2 separate regions of the Danio rerio genome follow, and region 1 is linked to region 2. Evidence: chromatin contacts called from public Hi-C data. All regions are on one chromosome and are shown on one strand. Each heading gives the region's core, a stretch centred on a gene start, on an enhancer-like site or on the middle of the called end of the contact. The rest is flanking DNA. Distances are from core to core; before and after follow the strand shown. Region 1 has its middle 32 kb from the start of msl1b. Region 2 overlaps arhgap12b (Rho GTPase activating protein 12b).

What was found. Hi-C and Micro-C count contacts between places; a contact is called where the count stands out from the background.
Region 1: a contact with region 2 is called in a Hi-C map of embryo, with 2.9 times the contacts expected there. The contact joins two enhancer-like sites. A contact is called at or near these places in 2 of 18 Hi-C or Micro-C datasets (embryo and hematopoietic stem cells) and 1 of 4 datasets of contacts at active chromatin or transcription factors (caudal fin).

The regions. Positions count from the first base shown.
Region 1 is chr12:28,802,946-28,806,583 of GRCz12tu, reverse strand. No RefSeq gene overlaps it. Among named protein-coding and RNA genes, the nearest start is that of msl1b, 32 kb to the left of the region's middle. Within about 2 kb of position 2,188, at least 13 of the 62 cell types and tissues checked have an H3K27ac peak or open chromatin away from gene starts, as enhancers often do.
Region 2 is chr12:28,519,003-28,522,793 of GRCz12tu, reverse strand. The region is part of intron 16 of arhgap12b (Rho GTPase activating protein 12b); the gene reads right to left. Among named protein-coding and RNA genes, the nearest start is that of arhgap12b, 99 kb to the right of the region's middle. Within about 2 kb of position 2,278, at least 3 of the 62 cell types and tissues checked have an H3K27ac peak or open chromatin away from gene starts, as enhancers often do.

The sequences.
Region 1 (3,638 bases), core at 939-3,438, 280 kb before region 2:
GTGACATTGACTGCTGAGAGTTCATCTTCTGTTAAAATCCTGTTACTCTAACATGACATCAGACCCTCAGTGACCAATAAGCACAATGTGTTCAGTGTGAAGCTGTTTTTCACAGAGACTAAAGAGAAAAGAGAATGAAAAAAGGAAAGACAGGTGGACGCAACAGTTGCTGCTGTCCCTCAAAGCAGTCTGGCCGAAAGCAGAGCACCTGCCGGATGTGTGACGCTCCACCAGGAGAGAGAAACAGAGAGAGACTTTGTGGCTGGGATGATGAATAAGATTGAATTATTCCTGCTTCATTTATCTACATTTTAGGTGGAAATTTTAGGTTTGGGGCAACACGGTGGCTCAGTGGTTAGGACTGTTGCCTCACAGTAAGAAGGTCACTGGTTTGAGTCCCAGCAGGGTCAGTTGGTATTTCCATATGGAGCATGTTCTCCCTGTGTTGGCGTGGGTTTTCTCCGGGTGCTCCGGTTTCCTCCACAGTCCAAAGACATTTGGTACAGGCAAACTGAATAAACTAAATTGTCCTTAGTGTGTGTGTGTGTGTGAGTGAGTGTGTATGGATATTTCTCAGAACTGGGTTGCATCCACTGTGTAAAACATATGCTGGAATAGTTGGAGGTTCATTCCACTGTGGCGACCTCTGATGAATAAAGGGACTAAGCCGAAGAAAAATTAATGGATGCATGGATTTTAGGTTTGAATAGTTAGATCTGTGTGTACAAGCAGTCAAGGTCCAAGCTATTTAAAAGTTTGAATAAGTGGGAAGCAAAATCCAAAACTTAAGAAACTTATTTTATTTTATTTTTTCATTTTATTTTCTATCTGTGAAAGTCATTTTTGTTATTGTATTTGCTGCATGTCTCAATAATTATATTTTATTTTGTATATATTGCACAGGTTTCAATGCCGAAATTCACAAGAGTGTGTTTAATACTGTTTAACTTTGATTATTTAAATGTTATTAGCATTAAGCAGCAATTGGCAAAACAATAATACAATTTTAATAATATAATAAATAACAAATGTTATGTGTATATGGATATGTATAACTTACTGAATGATATTGTGAGATATTAATAATTCCTTAATAATAATAATAATAATAATAATAATAATAATAATAATAATAATAATAATAATAATAATAATAATAATAAAATAATAGAAGCACAAAAAGGTCTGGATTCATTTTTTTTTTACCCATAAAGGATAATTCACCCAAAAACTATTATTCTGCCATCATTTACTTTGTTCCAAATTTTTTTTGTTCTGTTAAACACAAATAAAAGATATTTTGAAGAATGTTGGAAACCTGTACGTAACTATTGACTTCCAAAATTATTCTTATTTTAACCTGATGAGTTTTCTGTGGGAACGTGTGTGTCTGTGATTTGTGATGATGGTGTGATTTGATTGTTTAAATTGTTTGTATTAAATTAAAATAACTCTTACTTACTTTCCAGGACCATTTATATCAAAGTTTATATTGAGCTGCACCATGTCGCTGTTTCGTAACATTTAATTTTTTCGAGGTGGGTTGTTAGCCAGTGACCTTCTTGCTGTGAGGGGACAGTGCTACCCACTGCACCATCGTGCCGCCCCAAATGCCAAATCCTGCTGCTAATATATACCTACGGGTACTAATAAAGTCAACTAAACTGATAATATTTGTTTTTCCTATTGTGGATATCAATGGTTACAGATTTCCAACATTTTCTGTATTCCCAAAAAAGCAACAACATAATTTAGTTTGGAACAAGTCAAGAGTGACTAAATGATAGCTGAAATGTAATTTCTGAGTGAACAATTCCTTTAAAGTAAACTTGCCACACTCAAGAGAAAACGCCAGTCTATATTTGAGTCAGTTATCTCCATCTTCATCAAAAGTCTCAGGAGACGTGTTTTAAAAGACAAAAACACAAAAGTAAAGTCTCGGTTTAATATTTGCTTCTCTTATAAAGAGCAAAGTGATCAACTTTTTCTATCCAGTGTGTGTGTGTGTGTGCGGTTAAAGTGACTTCTCTCCATTGGCCTGTTAGTTGAGCTGTGCCATTTGTTTTCCCCATAGCCATGACGCTGCTCTGTGAGTCTGCTAGGCTCATATGAGACATTACAGGATAGCTGAGCCTCTCTTATGGGCCGCAGCTGCTCACGGCTGTTGCAGTGCCTGTGTGATGTCATCTTTAATGGACATCCATTTCCACTGGGGAACGGGAGGGAGTGGAACGATCTCCATAAAGCCACCTGCATATACTGGTGCATGTGTGCCACTGTATACATGACCTCTAAGAGAGAGAGAGAGAGAGAAAGAGGTGGGCTGGGGTATGAATTGATCAAACTCCAGTCCTTGGTGGGTTTGTTTCCAGAAGATGATAGCATTACTGGGGAACGGAAAAATCAATGATTTTTTTGAAAATGAACGGGGTGTGTGAGTGTGTGTTTTGGGGGTGTAGAGGGGCTGTGTTCAGGATCAGACCCTTTGCCTAAACCCAACACCGTCTTGAGTAAAGGAGAGCCCACTGGGGACGTAAGGTGAGACCTCAGGGCAGATGGAAGGGTGATGGAGGTGTGTGTGTGTGTGCTGATGAGTGTGTGGAAATCTATCTATCTATCTATCTATCTATCTATCTATCTATCTATCTATCTATCTATCTATCTATCTATCTATCTATCTATCTATCTATCTATCTATCTATCTGTCTATCTGTCTGTCTGTCTGTCTGTCTGTCTGTCTGTCTGTCTGTGTCTTTCTGCATTGTTTACTTGCCACAGATATTCATTTTCTTGTCGGCTTAGTCCCTTTATTAATCTGGGGTCGTCACAGCGGAATGAACTGCCAACTTATCCAGCAAGTTTTTTTTTACGCAACAAATGCCCTTCCAGCCGCAACCCATCTCTGGGAAACATCCACAAATATGTTTGTTTTTAAATTTAATATGGATGGTTCATCCTTTTGCAATTTCTTTTCTGTAACAGACTTTTTTTCATGTTTTTTATTGAATGTCTAAGATTAATATACTGTTTGCTTTATTGGAAAGATTCATATAAAATTTTTAATACAGTCGCTTTAGTGCATTTCTCACAACACTTTTTTAATTTCCACAATAGTTAATGCATTTCTCAAAATAACTAGTCCTTTGTGCACATCATAGTAGCAGTTTCTCATTCCTTCCAACAAATTGCGAATGCTTTTGGACATGCATCAATTGCTCTTGTCCAACTCTCTGCTGCTTTGTAACATTATCATTAGCTTATGTCATCTCAGTCAAAATTAACTAAACTTGTGAATGCTGAATAGTCACTCCATATAAAACTAATAGTCCTCATTTCATTACTTGACTCATTACATACAAAAATGTTGAACTAGTTGTCAAAATCTGTCAAGCTAATTTTATTAAAAAAAAAATGAAAATCATTTTCATGGACATCAATACTTGCTTTTGAGGAATGAGCTCTCCATTTTTGCAGTTTTGCAGTTTGTACTAATAGTTTTGAGAAATGCATCAAAGCCACTGAAAAAAAACTGTAATAAGATCATTTTTATTATTCATTCATTCATTTTCTTGTCGGCTTATTCCCTTTATTAATCCGGGGTCGCCACAGCGGAATGAACCACCAACTTATCCAGCAAT
Region 2 (3,791 bases), core at 1,029-3,528:
TTACAATTTTAAATAAATGCTTTCTTATTGTATGCAGTTTCAAATGTAATTATTAATCCAGTGATTATTGTTTTTATCACCATTACATTAACAACAACAACAACAACAGCAATAATAATAAATAATATTAGAGTAAGAAAGGATCATACGACTCTGAAGACTGGAGTAATGAAGCTGAAAATTCATCTTTAAACTCACTGGAATAAATGATTAAGTTAAATGATAAACTATTTTTGAGCAGTTATTTTATAGTACAATAACAATTTACAATTTTACAATTTGTACTGTATTTTTGATTAAATAAATGGAGCCTTGGTGATCAGAATAAGCTTATTTTAAAAGATTTAAAAATTGTACTGACCCCAAAACTTTTGACCGGTAGTGTATTTGATCAAATAATATAAATCACAGTCTTTGTACTGGATCTGTAAAATCCAATATTGTACATTTAATTGTGTGTGCTCATATCCTCTATTTTTACATTTAGATTATATTTGCCAACATCTGAACCTCATAGAAAGTCAAATTGTCGACTGTCAAATGTAATTTCAGGTCTCAAAATAATAATCTACCTTTACACTGTGCATATGAATGAAATACAATGTAATGATGTACATATAAATTCATATATATACAAATATATGTACTGTATACAAGTATACAGTTGAATTCAAAATTATTAGCCCTCCTAACAATAATATATATATATTTTTTTCTTTATCAATTATTTCACAAATGATGTTTAACAGAGCAAAGAATTTTTCACAGTATTTCCTATAATATTTTTTCTAGAAAGTTCTATTTGTTATATTTAGGCTAATAAAAAAGCAGTTTTTTTTAGGTCAATATTATTAGACACCTTATGCAATATATTTTTTAAAGTGTCTACAGAACAAACCATCATTATACATTATATTATTAGAGGGATTTGCCTTATTTACCCTTACTAGCCTAAATAACCTAGTTAAGCCTTCAAATTGCACTTTAAGCTGAATACTAAAACGCTGACAAATATCTAGTAAAATAGTATGTGCTGTCATCATGGCAAAGATCAAGAAAATCAGTTATTAGACATTAGTTATTACAGTTTTTTTCCAACTGCTTACACACAAAATCTTGTCACACAATTTCTGAAACATCCCACTCAAAATGGAAAAACGACACAGCAAATTTCCACAACCAGAAGCTATTTCTCATCCTTATACTCAGTTGTAAACTGCATAAAACACTTTTTACAAAACACTACACACAACTCTCTACCTAAAACACAAAAATCTAACAGGAAGCCACTTTCTTTCCTTTTCCAAACATAACCAATCAAAATGCTACACTTATTGACATGGCACACACACTCCTCAAATGTGCAAACACTAATTTCTTAACTGATCACTAAGCAATCATTGTAGTGCAGACCTATAAATAGATCAAAAGTAACAGGACACTGGGATGTTCTGGAACAAAAAATCCACAATTTGTAGTTTTATACCTACTGCAGTCACCTTTTCTAAATAATACATTCTTTTTGTTAGAAGTTTAGAAATTCCTTTAGAAAAGAATAGAATAATTCTTCTCAGCCTGATGCTGGCAAGTATAATGTAGTTTGTAAATCTTCTCCATGAAATGGACACTTCTCCCACAGAGACCCTCCACTGACAATTGTGTTTTTACTGTATTCTGGAGAATATACTTTTGCTTTACATGTTTGCTTTTTACATTTGTACTTATTATGTTTATGGTTTTGTTGTATGCTACTGTATATACCAATAATGTTTGGCCTAACAGATATTTTTTGTTTCTACATGTGATTGGTGTTTACAGTGTACCTGTTCCCCCTCTCAGCCGATTATTTTCACTGTATAATATTGCATTGAACTGTAGATATAAGCTACAGTTTATGGCATATGATGTGTGTTTATGGAATTTCGAATGTAGTGTTACATTTTGAAAAATGAAAATGTAAGGCATTTTGCATTTCGTGTGCGCAGTTTTGAAAATTGTGTGTAGTCTTGAAAAAAGGTGACACGGCTTTAAAAATGTGTGTGAGCAGTTGGAAAAAAACTAAAACTATTATGTTTAGAAATGTGTTTAAAATTGGGGAAAAATAAGTGATAATATTTATTATAAATTATTATTATTTTAGATTCATATATAAGTAATAATAATTCAGGAGGGTTAATATAAATCTGACTTAAAAATATACAAACTAAATATTGATTTAAACATGACTGTATCAATTCCAATCTAATTGTGCCTTTTTTATCCACAATGAACAAATTTCAAGATGACAGTCGGGACACTACAAGAGCCCGAAGCGTCAGCAACACAACAGTTGCTTCTCCACATCTGCCATTTCCTATGAAACTCCTGAGGTTGATGTCACTGTCAAGAACTGTTTACACAGGCCGTTAACTAATCGAATTACATTCCCACTGCATCACAATCATAGCCAGCCGCGCCTGGATTAACAACAGCACCACGCGCTCACACTCTCCACCATACAGCCCTTCATATTCCCTCTCCGTCACAGTCTCGTGTGCAGTGGCGATGCATCAGGAGGATGTGGTGTTCAGTCTCTTTCTGTCCCTCATAATGATGTAGTTGGCCAGTCTCCAGGTCTGTCCCAGTAATGGATACAGTGAGATAACTCGATAGAGGCTTGCTGTGCAGAGCAGCAGCCACACCCTCCATATATACCTCCAACACTCACATTTACCAGAGCTGCCCACAGGGTTGCCACTTTAAGCTAAATATTCATTTCTCTGACTTTTCTCTCACAGTATGGAATAACATGTTGCGGTTGTGCTTATACGACAATAATGTGCTAAAATATTAAGATATCAAAATAGCAAAATTTGGTAACACTTTAAAATAATGATCCATTAGTTAATGTTAGTTTATGTATTTGCTAACATGAACAAACTATTAGCAATACAGTTATTATGATTTTTACTTATATCTGTTAATGTTACTTGACGGTTTTTTTAAATAAATAATGTTAGTTCGTCAATTCACTGTGCATTAACTAATGTTAACAAGCACAATTTTGGATTTTATAATGCATCAGTTAATGTAAAATATGATTAATAAATGCTTTACAGGACTATTCATACTAACAAACATTAACTAAAGGACCATTTTTCTAAAGTGTTACCTAAAATGTAAATATTGCATGACTTTAATATACCCACTGTGAGAACAATAATGGATCATTTACCTAAGATTTATTTTGAGTTGTTGTAAAATGCTCCTTCTCTCATATTTGATTGCTCGATAGTAGTGTTATATACAGGAATCAGAGAGTAAAATTCTATACCTTTTATAAGACTCTTTCCATACATTTTAAGACCACTTTAGGCCTGAACCGGTAACATTGGCGACCTTTTAAATATAATCACTAAATACTGATTGTAAGAAACAAATCCTAGACTAAAACATTATTTATAAACTTTATAAACATGTTAATCCAGAAGGTGTTGCTTATAGAACAGCAGAAATAATGGTGCTACCGTGGTTACTGCAGTAAATAATGCAGTGTGACATTAAATATAGCAGAATTTTATCAATTTTTTTAACTACACGGCATCCCAAAGTTTCAAACTTTAGCATTCAACTATAATTATAAAAGTGTATGATCAAAAATTATGCAAAGTATAATACCTTGTAACAGCATTTAAGTCTTTTTAAGGGCCTAAATTTCTCTAAATTGATTCTTATTTTTTGATACTTTAAGACCCTGCGGACACCCTGTTATTACTTGTATTTTGACAAAATTTGCATTTCTGTCGTCTTTT